Regions from separate parts of the Mus musculus genome. Here region 1 is linked to region 2. A link is a contact called in public promoter capture Hi-C data. All regions are on one chromosome and are shown on one strand. Each heading gives the region's core, a stretch centred on a gene start, on an enhancer-like site or on the middle of the called end of the contact. The rest is flanking DNA. Distances are from core to core; before and after follow the strand shown.

Evidence for each region. Promoter capture Hi-C pulls out the DNA fragments that hold promoters and counts their contacts.
Region 1: a promoter capture Hi-C map of stem cell-derived epiblast-like cells shows a contact between it and region 2, with 2.7 times the contacts expected there. The contact joins the promoter of Avpr1b here to the promoter of Fcmr in region 2. A contact is called at or near these places in 7 of 39 promoter capture datasets (the 3T3-L1 cell line, embryonic stem cells, neural stem cells and 1 more).

What each region holds. Positions count from the first base shown.
Region 1 is chr1:131,597,308-131,603,504 of GRCm38.p6, reverse strand. Avpr1b (arginine vasopressin receptor 1B) reads right to left here and starts at 4,391. Exons shown (of 2, transcript NM_011924.2): 1 at 2,834-4,391. The coding sequence starts at 3,764.
Region 2 is chr1:130,860,694-130,867,323 of GRCm38.p6, reverse strand. It overlaps Fcmr (Fc fragment of IgM receptor), which reads right to left and starts at 1,547. Exons shown (of 8, transcript NM_026976.3): 1 at 1,428-1,547. The coding sequence starts at 1,464.

The DNA.
Region 1 (6,197 bases), core at 3,142-5,641, 730 kb before region 2:
CTTCTTCACAGAAGTAGAAGTTTTTAAAAGCAATGGCAGACCTGGTATGAAACTCACAAGCAGCCCTTCCAGCTCTTCTAGCACAGTCAACAAGAACTGCCACTCCACACCTTCTGTCTCTAAAGCAGATACTGGACCCCGTCAGAGCTACCACCGCTAACATCAAAGGTCCAGCTCATGTGTTTACCCAGTAGCAGTGCAAGGGAAGAGTTTCAGGACAACCATGAGTGACTCCCTTGGGTGTGTTCTGCATATGGCCACCTCTGGGACAAAAAAAGGGGGGGCAGGGGTATAAGGTGAGAACATTCAATAAAAGGCATAGGGGAAGAAGCCAAAGCCATTTGGCCTCGGTGGACAAATTCCATGCCTTAGGAAGCATGTTTGGTTTGGTCCATCTGAGCCAGGCACAGGGAAGGGCTGAGGATGTGCCAGGAGGAAGCATCGGCTTCCATGGAAGCTCTTCTTCTGAGCCCTTGTGGGAAGATTCACCAAATCCAGTCCAGGCACCAATTCAGCTAACCGGGGCAAGGAGACAGATCTAACCAAAAGCCATGGGAGCATGAGGTATACTGAACAAATAATTGTTAAGCTTTTATTTTGTCCTTGAGCTTTTATTTTTCTGAGAGCACATTGTAGGACAGGGTTTTGTCTCTACACTGCTGGGCCAGAGAGGCCCTCAGCCACAGGAAATCACTATCTACGCAGACAATGTATTGGGGACACTCTAATAATAAAGGTAGGTGCTTCAGGCAAACGGGTCTAAACCACACCAACTAATGGAGAAAATAGAATTCCTCTTCCCACACATCCTTCAATAAAGGGCAAAAACTACCTCATCCTTGGCGTCATTGGCCAGCCTGAAATTGCTGGGAGAAAAGCCATGTAACAGATAAAGTTGGCTCATAAACCACTTGTTTCAAGTACCGGCTCTATTGCTTACTAGCCGCGGCATCTTGGGCCAGCAGCTTTAAGGCCACTCTGAGCTCCAAGTTCCTCAGGGGCACTGTAGAGAAAGCCACTCCATAACACCATGCAGATCCACATGTTTGGTGCCAAAGGAGCCCTTCCTTGGCTACATCATTCTGGCCTTGGCTAGTATCCATAGTAAGTTGGATTGAATATGCTCATTGCTTACAGAAAAACTTGCAAACACCTTCGTGTTCAGACTAATGCCAAAAGATAGAACCAAGCATGGTGTTACCTATCTACATTCCTAGTAGGCTGGAGGCAGAGGCGGGAGCATCAAAAGTTGGACATCAGTCCGGGCTGCACAGTAGTTACAAGGACAGCCTGAGCCATCTGCAGCATCCGAAGCTCACAAGGCTGCTGACTACTTCATTCTCTGGTATCATGTATGTAGAGCTCTTTTTTTTTTTTTTAAGAATCTTACTTTGTTTTTCAGATAAAGGGAAAGCCTCTCTTTGTAGATCTAAGTTAAGAACCAGGGTTGTAGGCAAGGTGTGGGTTGCAAGAAAGAGACTAGTCTTGAAGAGGACCTAGGTTTCATTTCCACCACCCATGTGGTGGCTCATGACCATCTATAATCCCAGTTCCAGGTGAGTCAATATCCTTTTCTGGCTTCTGTGGGTACCTAGTACACACATTGGCCACAGGCATTCAGGCAAAATATCTGAACTCATAAAATAAAATAGGAAGAAAAGAAAAAGAAAGACTGGGAAAATCTGAAAGATTGGGCTCTCTAGCTCCTCCTGGGGCTGGGGTAACATGGCCTTGGGCAAGTCACAGACCCTTTCTGTGCCAACCTTTCCTCGGTGACAGAATGATAGAGTTGAATTTGAGATCTAAATGCTGTCCTATGCCAGTCCTAACTAATTAGAAGTGGCTGTTGAGAAAGAGCCACAGAGCTATGTCCAGACACAGAAGGGAAGGGCACACAGAGAGTCCCCATACCCAGCATTGCCACCCTGGACTAGATTATTTGAAACCCCTTTCAGATCTGTTAGTCTATGATCCTCGGGTTCATGTAGCATGCTAGAAGTTGGCTGAGCAAATATACCTAACCCTCTTTCCCACAGGGGCCATGCAAATGATATTTTAAAACTGTCAAATAAGTAACCAAAATTTAAAAATTAAGAAACTTGTGCTCAGAGAGATGGCTCAGAGGTTAAGACTGCTCTTCAAGTAGTCATGAGTTCAATTCCCAGCAACTACATGGTGGCTTAGAAACAAATAATGACATCTGGTGCCTACTTCTGCCTGGGCAGGCAGAACATCACTTACCTAATAAATAAATCTTAATTTTTTAAACCAAGAAATCCCACATAATTGATATTCACTCAACATAGCCTCAGCGGGCTGGGCAGGACTTTATTGGGCAAGACTGTGGTCTGAATGTCTGTCCCCAGAATTCTTGTTTTAGAAACAGATCCCTCAAAGTCCTATATGCCAATGGTACTTTCCAATGAGACCTTTGGAAACTGACTAGATCCTAGGGCCTTAAGAATTAATAGTTTAATGAGTTAGCACGAAAAAAGAAATGATTGTTACCATAAGAGAATATTCACTATAAAAACCAATTTGGCCACTCCCAGGGGTGCCCTTCACCACCCTGGGAATCTTCAGAGAGTCCCCATTTTCTAAAAAGAACCTTCCCAGACTTCCCAATTCTAGGAAAGTGAGAAATAAACTTCTGTGCTTCAAGTGTTAGGTGGGTATTTCTTACAGCAGCAGAGGATGCTTTAAGACAGGCAAGCACCAACTCACTTAGTTACCCCGTTCATTTGTGTCCTGCCTGGTCCTGGGAGACATTGTGATCCTTACCGTGACCCTATTTTCTGTCCCCACCACCTCACCCCACACCCCACATACTCGCCTTCATTAGGGGCATTCTCGTCCCACACAGACCACATCTGGACACTGAAGAAAGGTGCCCAGCAAGCAATGTAGGCCAGCACAATGACAAAGGTCATCTTCACGGTTCGGATCTTTGCCCTGGAGATGGTACTGATGCTGCTGACCCGGGACGGCAGCCCCCTAGTGGCTGCAGCAGCGGCAGAAGATGAGGACTTGGGCCAGCCCCTTCTTTCCTCCCTGCCAGCCTGTGTCTTGACTTTCAGGTTCTTGTAGATCTCGTGGCAGATGAGGCCATAGCAAGCTGTGAGCACCACCACGGGCAGCACAAAGATGGCCATGGTGGTCCAGGTGATGTAGGCCCGCGGGCCCCAGGAAAAGTAGAAATCTGCCCAGCAGTCCAGCACCCCTGAGCCCTGGATCACCTCTCGCAACGAAAAAATGAACACTTGAGGGAGGCTGAGGATGGCAGCCAGCAGCCAGGGAGCAGCAATAAGAGGGTAGGTGGACTGGCTGGGCTGCTGGAGGCTTCGAAGAGGGTGACAGACAGCCAGGTACCGGTCCAGCGTCATGGCCAGCAGCATGTAAGTGGAAGCAAACATGCTGAGCACCTGTAGATATTTGACAGCCCGGCAGAGGAGGTCAGAGCCCTGGAAGCGATAGGTGATGTCCCAGAGCAGCTGAGGCAGTACCTGGAAAAGCGCCACGCCCAGGTCGGTCAGGGCCAAGTGCAGCACGAACAGATGCATGCGGGAGCGCTTATGGCCCTGGAGGCCCAGAATCAGTAGTACAGCCAGGTTGCCTCCTGTGGCCAGAACCAGGACAGTAGCTAGGATACCAATTTCCACCTTGGCTAGCTCTTCATCCCTACCCAGCCAGGGTGTGGTGGTATTGGGGACAAACAGGGTGCCCCCAGGGGAGGGGGTAGCAGTCCAAGAAGGCTCAGAATCCATGGTTAGGTTTAGAGGGAGAGAAGGAGGGGAAGGTGGATGGAGGGACGGTGTGGGTGCAAGTAAGAAGTTGGATAGTGAGAGAGAAAGGTTAGAGGTGGAGGGAAAGAAGGGAGGTGAGGGGTGACGGTGGAGTGAAGGCTTGGAAACAGGTGAGATAGTTCAGCAGACAGGGACAGAGAGAACGAAAGGAGTAAGGAGCAGAACCGGGACCCCATAGAGGCTGGGGAATCAAAGAAAGAAAAGGCGGGCTGGGAGGTGGGTGTTAATATGGGAAGGTTGGAGGAGGTTGGAAGTGGGGGCTTCTGAGAGGTGACACCGAGGAAGCAAAGGGAGCAGCTGCCATCTCCCAAATCCACCCCAAATTTACTTTGTCCAAACTTTCTTTTGGAATCGGAGAGAGTAGCCGTTTCTAAGTTGTCTTGAAGGTGAGGTCCAGGACCATGGGCGGTGCCTGCAGGTATTGGAAACCCCTGCCAAGCCACGGCGTGCTCCCACCGCGCTCTCACCGGAGGGTGAACACAGGCATGAGCAGACTGAACACAGGCATGAGCAGACGCAGCAGCTCAGAGCGTTTTATGCTCTTGGATTCCTAGTCCAGAGGCTGCCGCTTGTCGGTTGGCTCCTGCAGAGGAGGGTGGAGTGAGACTCAGTGGCTCTCTTCAGACAGGGGGTACTGAGGGGAGGGGCTGAGGAGCTGGGTGGGACTGTAGAGGAGGAGGATCAGGGAAATGTAGGAGAAGCGAGAAGCTAGCTCTTTCTGGCAGCCAGGATCCACTGAGCACCAAACTCACCTACACTGCCATCCTGATCCCTCAACTCTCGTTAGACAGGTGAGTTTGCGTGTGTGTGTGTGTGTGTGTGTGTGTGAGAGAGAGAGAGAGAGAGAGAGAGAGAGAGAGAGAGAGAGCTTCCCAAACACAACAGTGCTGCTGCGGGGAGCCCTAGGCATGTGTGAAAGATCTCAAATGGCTGAGAAGCATGCCCTGAAGAAACCCACTCTGGAAAACCAGATGTGACAGCCATTTTTCTTAGGATAGGTACTTGGAGCTGTGGAGGCAGAAGAAAAGTGAGGACATTTGTGACTGGGTGACCTGGGGGTGTGTGTCAGGAGATGATAGAAGGAGCTAGACCCGGGAGTCTGGCGTGATTAGAGAAATTCCAAATAGAGTTTGCATCTCCAGGCTAAATCTGAACTTCTAGCCTCTCTGGGGATACATTTCATGAGCTAGGGGTGTCGTTGACCACTCTGTAGAAATTATGTCACTCAGAAGGTTGCAGAGCTAGTCACCAGCAGCACAGAACCAGAACAGACCAGTGTGCAGTTGTTCTGTGCCACAACAGAAGCTAAGTTAAACTAAGATAATTACATTATTTTCACCAAAGCTGATGTGATTGGAGCTGTCTGAAAGGCAGCAGCTGATTGCAAACAAGTAAATACCACCTGGCCCTGAGAAAGTCTACACGGCAGGCACCACAAGGTATTGGTTGGGCAATTCACTTTATCTTGCGGAATTTCACACTGTTAGGACTCCCTAGGTAGGTTAGAATTCACGAGGAGCTGCAACAGTATGATCAAAGCCTTTCATGGAAGGCAGGATCCCTTTAACTTGCTCTTTAAATCAAAGCTGATTCGAACCCCTTGACCAAACCACGCACCCACATAACCACTTAGTATCTTTTCTAGACTGTTCTTCTTGCCGTGCATGTCACAAATTCTTCATCTTTTGTGCTTTGCAGCCCTGGCTTCTACTTCTTCCAGAATTTCGCTGTTTGTGAGCCAATTATTTTCATCCTCTGTGCTGGATCATTCCCACCTCTATGCAAACTCACTCTAGAAGTGTCCATTAAGGAAAAATATTAGATTTAGTTTATAATTTTCTTTTTAAAAAAAAAAACAACATTATTTCTCTTATGTGTATGAGTACTCTGCCTTCATGCACACCAGAAGAGGGCATCAGATCCTATTACAGAGGGTTGTGAGTCTCCATGTAGTTGCTGGGAATTGAACTCAGGACCTCTGGAGGAGCAGTCAGTGCCCTTAACCAGTCAGTGCCCTTAACCACTGAGCCATCTCTCCAGCCCCGTAGTTTTTCTTATTTCAATCCTTTGTGCCTTATGCTCTCTATTTACAGAAGACAGCCATTCCCGCCTGCGGTAATCCCTGCTCCCCAACCCCCACCCCACACACACCAGCACTGTTTTCCACTTTTAGGGTTGAAACGCTTTGGGAATTTACTTTTGTGAATGTATGATTGAGTCTCTAACATTTTTCTCCCAGGGAATATCAGTTCTTCCTTTCATTTAGCAATTCATTGTTATCTATTACCTGAATAATTATGAAATTTTAATGTTTTTATTGAGACAATTTCTAGGATCTCTATCTAATATGTTCCACCATCTCTCTTCTAATATTTTACTATTTGAAAATAAGCT
Region 2 (6,630 bases), core at 298-2,797:
TTGTGCTCACAGTTTTGAGACCATCGGTTCTCAGCTTATGGGTAATGACCCCTTTAGAGTACAGGGGTCACCTAAGGCTATCAGAGAACACAGATGTTTCCATTACAATTTATATCACTAGCAACACTGCAGCTATGCAGTAGCGGTGAAAATAATTCTATGACTGGGGGTCACTACAACGTGAGGAGCTGTATTAAAGGGCCACTGCTTTAGGAAGGCTGAGAACTGCTCTAGACCATCGTGGCATGGAAGCTATGGTAGCAGAAGTATGAAGCTGCCTGATTATATCTCAGGGTGGGCTGGTAGGTCGATCAACAAATGGGAGGAAGGTGAACTCAGTCCTCTGCAGCCTTTCTCTTTCTTCTTTTTTTATTCTGTTCGTGACCTCGGCCCACGGGATAGTAAAATCCGCAGGCAAGGGGGTCTTCTCCCCTTGCTGAATTCTTTCTGGAAAGGACCTTGCAATTACATCCAGAAGTAAGCTTGACTAGTACCTCAGCATTTCTCAATCCAGTCAAATCCTCAGCAAAGCTTAATTATCACAAAGCAGGCATTCCTGACAAACTAAATAAGCTGAGCACACTGAGCCGAAATAGGACATGGCTGTGGCTGGGGTTCAGAAGGTGCTTGGGAATAATGACTGTGAGAGATAGGTAGGTTTGCCATGACCTGCAAAGAGCCAGGTAATAATGGTAAACTGGGAGTAATGACAGTAACAGGGATGGTAAGCGGGGACAGCCTGAGGGAGGGTGCAGGAGGGGGAATTTGTAGCATTTGTACCAAGAAGAGGTCTATTTCTCTGGAAGAAGGTCCGTGGGAGCATGATAAGCTCAGATTCTAAGGGAGGAGAGTGTGTTTTAGTTAGTAGATAGTGGGAGCCATGGAATGACGTTATAATCTTAGAGACGCTTAACACAAATGGAATAGCTGGCTTGTATGGCAACCAGGGAAGTATATTAGGCAAGGCATTAGGCGCATGTATTCCAGATCTTGGTGGTCATTCAAGCGGATTGCTGGGTAGGTGGCTGTAAGCTGAGATAAGAAGCTTAAGGGAATAGTTTAGGGAGACTTCATTTGAAAGTTTCCAATTTCAGAGTGAAGAAGAAAGATCTAGAGGAGAAATACATACAAGAAGAACAAACCTTGGAGACATACATTTTAAGATCCCCAAAAAGTGAGTCTTTAAGATATGTGACACGTTCAACCCTTAGAAATCTAACAGCTGTCTAGGGTGGAAGTCTGGAAGCATACTGAAGGAGTGGGGAGTGGCCAGCATCCACTTCACAGGTCTCCACCCTTGTTCTCTGTGCCCCGGCTGCAACTGCAACTCTCCAGATGCATCAGGGTCAGAGATGGCTGTCAACTGATTACCTCTGGCTAATTCAAACCTGGTAGTTAAGTCTGAAGTGTTTCCTCAGAGCACTCACCTGGCAGGAAGTAAAGTAACCAAAGCCAAAAGTCCATGGTTCCCTGGAGGCCCTGGAGTGAGGCTGACACACACCGATCACCTGGGAGCCTTCTACAACTGGGTGCTTGAAAGCTATGCTGGACCTCTTTGAGTGGCAAGGACTTAAAATGAGGAAATGATAATCTGTTTTGTTTGCTAGCTAGTCTTTGTCTAAAAAAGAAAACACCAGCGAACCATAGCGGAAATCAAGAATTGAGAAAACACGTACTGCATAAAAATGAGTGAGCAGGTCCAAGCTCTCAGCCTGAGCAGCTGCCAGGCCTTGCCCCCTCTTCTCAAAGGGACCTCCCAGGATTCATAGGTGCCGACTGACTTCTGAGCTAGAGGCATTTGTTGTTTCTCCATCCTCAGGACAACAAAGCTCATCACCAACTCATCTCTCCCAACAACAAAGCCTTTGTGGACCAAAGCTAGGCTTTGAAAGTCACCTGGGTTTTTTTTTTGTTTTGTTTTTGTTTGTTTTTTTGTTTTTGTTTGTTTGTTTGTTTTGGTATTTCAAGACAGGGTTTCTCTGTGTAGCCCTGGCTGTCTTGGAACTCACTCTGTAACTCCTCCCATGAGTACTTGTGAACACCTACTATTTATAGTGATATTAGCCATGGATTTTGTGCAGTCTACTGCTTTTGTCTGAACTACATTTATCTAGAAAACAGATGGAGGTGAGACACATAGCCTCTGGTACTCCAATATGCACACTATCATTCCTGAGGTCTTAGGCACAGCTTGCTCAGGGCCTCAGTTAATCTTTAGGCCTCATTCTCTTACAGTGGTATCTGAAAGGCGCTTCCCTCTGGCAGAGGCACAAGCCACTGTCTAATAAGCAGAAGACAATGCTAAGAGTCAGGTGTGACAAGTCACATAGCAAACTCTGCCCTTAGGGTTGGCAGTCTGGTCGAGCCATTTTTCAAGACACCCAGTGGCGAGGGTGAGTGAGGCTCACTGATGGAGAGTAGAGAAGCTGAGAATAAGGAAAACAGTTTCAGGCTTCAGACAAAATGGTTTGTCCAGGCTTGACTTTGTTCGCCTTGGGCAAGCTTCGCTGAGCCTGTGTTCTCATTGGTCACTTGGGTATGGTCACTGTCTTGTCTGGTGCACAGCAGAGATCACTGATGTAGAAATGCTATAAAAGCCCTTTACCATGGGCTATTTGGCTTTAATGGTCTTTCAGGTGTGCAAAGCTGTAACTTATCAGAGGATTCCCAGGTTTTCCTTGGGTCGGGGGTTTCATTCGCCAATGGTACCCCTAGTCTAGGCTTCCTAGTCACTTTTGTCCACACTATTTTAGGCTCATTGGTGGCTGGCTGCCTGCACACCACTCCTTCCTCACGCCTACACACCAGATTGGTCACATGCTCTCCAAAACAGAACACAATGATGTCCTCAGCCCTGGAGGTTGAGTGCGAGCCCAGAGCAGGTGCAGAGGAAGAGGAAAGAGGAAATGTGTGGGTGCAGGCTGCCTTCCCTGCTCTGCCCAGCCCTGCCCTTCTCTCTCCAGGTCTCTACTAGCTCAGAGCAATGGGCATGAGATGTCCTCCAGCCAACAAACAGGCCAAGTGGACAGAGGGCAGTCTCTGCCTCCTGGTTAGAGTAGCCGACTGAGGGCAGTTTCAGCTAGGATCAGTGCCTTACAGTTCTCCATGGAGAGAGCTCTTTGCAGTGGTCCACACCCATCCAACAGCTAGCTGGGCTCTCCATTAGCTGGTTAAATGGTTAGGATTGCCTTGAAGTCCTGGGGTAGGCTAGATGAAGGACAGGAGAGAGGGAGTTTATGAGTGAATATGCTAAGTATTACAGTGGGTATGAGAGAGTGTGGATGTCAGCATATTGCTAATGTGGGAGATCAGTGGCCTGTACAAATGTGCAGCATGCTTTATGTAAATGGGTGCTGTGTGGTGTGTAGACATGTGACATGTGTTCTATGATATATGATGTGCTTTGTGACATGTGAGTATATGATGTGGCTGTGAGTGTATATTGTGTATATATAATTATTACAGATATGTATTATGTATGTCTATGATGTTCAGGAACTCGCTGTGTGGTTGAGCCTGTCAATCAGGGCTGAAAACATATAGACAAGAGGAGAGAATTTAACATGTATAGTCTTTAAAAAAGATTCCTTTTTAAAAAGCATAGGGTAAAAGCAAGAATTAGTATAGATGTGTGTGTGAGGGGTTGGCCATCTTCAAACCCTTTGGTCTACCATGGTGACCTGCCTGCAGGATACACTGTTGCAATAGTGCCACAGGTGGTGTGGGAGTATCTGATTGGAATTAAAGCCCACCTCATGAGATGGAACCTGTACCTGACATTGCTCTGGTAGCTCAGGGTTTGAGACTAGATAGACCATGGTCCTAGGGGAAAGCCAACTATTAGTGTTCTGGTAAAGGGACACTGAAATAAAAAGACTCTTGACAACATTCTGCTGTGTGTAAATCTTGCTCAGCCATCATCAGAGAAGCTTCCGCTTGCAGTATGTGACCTAATACAGAGACTCACAACTCAAACCGTACAGTCCTCAGTGGGAGGTCTCCATCAAACTCTTCCTTTCAGGGCTCAGGGAACGATGCAAAAGAGGAGGCAGAAAGATTGTAGGAGTCAGGGGGGATGGATGACTCCAAGGAAACCATGTCTTCAGACACGGCAGGACTGATACACGCATGAACTCACAGAGACTGTGGCAGCAGCCACAGGGCCGGCACAGGTTCAAGCCACGTAGGGTCCCAGTGCCGAAATACAGAAATGGACACAAACTCCCATCCCTAACTAAGAAGACATCTCCAGCTCTCCAGCACTTGCAAAGGAAAAATTTGTTTGTTTGTTTTTTTCCAATAGAGTCTCTGGGTATACAAGCCAGCAGTAGATGACCAACAGAAAATGAACCCAGTGGTATTTTTAGGTTGATTTTGTTGTTGTTCATTTGATTTTATGTTTTGTTTCATTTTATTTTGTTTTGTCTCGAGTTACTTTGGACATTAAAAACAAACAAATATACTTTGTTTACTTTGGACATTAAAAAACAAACTAAATAAACAAATAAATAAAGAACCCCTTAGTCATCTTTTGCTTGTATATTACGGTTTCAGATTTTGTGTTTTGTGTTTTGTGTGCACTCTCAGAGGGCACATGCAACCAGATGGAGGTGCATTCCTTGTTCATAGCTACACCCAGGCATCCCCTCGGGCAGTGCTTATTCAGGAAGATGCTGGGATGAACCAGGGTGAAGGGAAGCACTTTGGGGCTTGAGGAAATGGAAACATCACTAGAGAGACGCCAAGGGCTTTCCAGTCCTGGCCTCTGACAGCCCATTTCCCTCATGTGGCATACATATAAGTAACTGGGAGCCTTTCGGCTAGGGACAGACTCCTAGGAGACCAGAAGAAGCAGCAACTCGTGAACTCAGGTAAGAGAGTTTCTCAGATGACCCTGGGGATAACCCAGTCCACACAATCATTTTCCCAGCTATATTGAGGGTCAGTCATGTGTCCCCCCCCCACACACACACATAAAGAAAACCTTTCCAGAACAAAGTCTCTTGGAAAAGCAGAAGTGTCACCATTATCTTTGTATCCAGTTGGTAATAGTAGCACAGCATTTAGGACAGTGGATGTTCAACAAATTCTAGTCTGGTTGTTGAATTTATGATCATGTTGGTGCAAAAATTACAGCTCTCATGTTTTTTAAAAAAAAATAAGAGAGAGAACTTATTCTGGAGCCATTTTGAGTAATCATGGTTACTTACTCTAACTTTCATATTCCAACATGGAAGCAGTTTCACAAGGTTTTATAATTTCACAGAACAAAGAAAGCAGGTTTTAAAAATAACAATTAAAAGTACTTAGGGTTTTCTCTTACAGAGTCCTAGCTAAAATAAGGATGTTGAAAAACCTGTTTGGTCAGGGCCTTGGTGGCACATGCCTTTAATCCCAGCACTTGGGAGGTAGAGACAGGCAGATTTCTGAGTTCGAGGCCAGCCTGGTCTACAGAGTGAGTTTCAGGCTAACCAGGGCTACACAGAGAAACCCTGTCTCGAAAAAACCATAAAACCAAAACACACACACACACACACACACACACACAAAGAAAGAAAGAAAAAAGAAAATGAAAAACCTGTTTTTTAAAATTAGGTATTTGCTTCATTTACATTTCAAATGCTATACCCAAAGTCCACTATACCCTCCCCCTGCCCTGCTCCCTAACCCACTCAAACCTGGTTTCTGGTCCTGGCATTTCCCTTTACTGGAGCATATGATCTTCGCAAGACCAAGGGCCTCTTCTCCCATTGATGGCCGACTATGCCATCCTCTGCTACATATGCAGCTAGAGACACAAGCTCTGGGCGGAGGGGGGTACTGCTTAGTTCATACTGTTGTTCCACCTATAGGGTTGCAGACCCCTTTAGCTCCTTGGGTACTTTCTCTAGCTCCTTCATTAGGGACCCTGTGTTCTATCCAATAGATGACTGTGAGCATCCACTTCTGTGTTTGCCAGGCACTGGCATAACCTCATAAGAGAGCGCTGCTATATCAGGGTCTTGTCAGCAAAAGATTTCTGGCACATACAGTAGTGTCTGGGTTTGGTGGTTGTATATGGGACGGATCCCCGGGTAGAGCAGTCTCTGGATGGTCCATCCTTCCCTCTCAGCTCCGAACTTTGTCTCTGTAACTCCTTCCATGGGTATTTTGTTCCCCATTCTAAGAAGGAGCAAAGTATCCACACTTTATTCTTCCTTCTTCTTGAGTTTCATGTGTTTTGCAAATTGTATCTTGGGTATTCTAAGTTTCTGAGCTAATATCCACTTATCAGTGAGTGCATATCATGTGTGTTCTTTTGTGATTGGGTTACCTCACTCAGGATGATATCCCCTAGATGCATCCATTTGCCTAAGAATTTCATAAATCCATTGTTTTTAATAGCTGAGTAGTACTCCATTGTGTAAATGTACCACATTCTCTGTATCCATTCCTCTGTTGAGGGACATCTGGGTTCTTTCCAGCTTCTGGCTATTATAAATAAGGCTGCTATGAACATAGTGGAGCATGTGTCCTTATTACAAGTTGGAACATCTTCTGGGTATATGCCCAGGAGAGGTATTACAGGATCCTCTGGTAGTACTATGTCCAATTTTCTGAGGAACCGCCAGACTGATTTCCAGAGTGGTT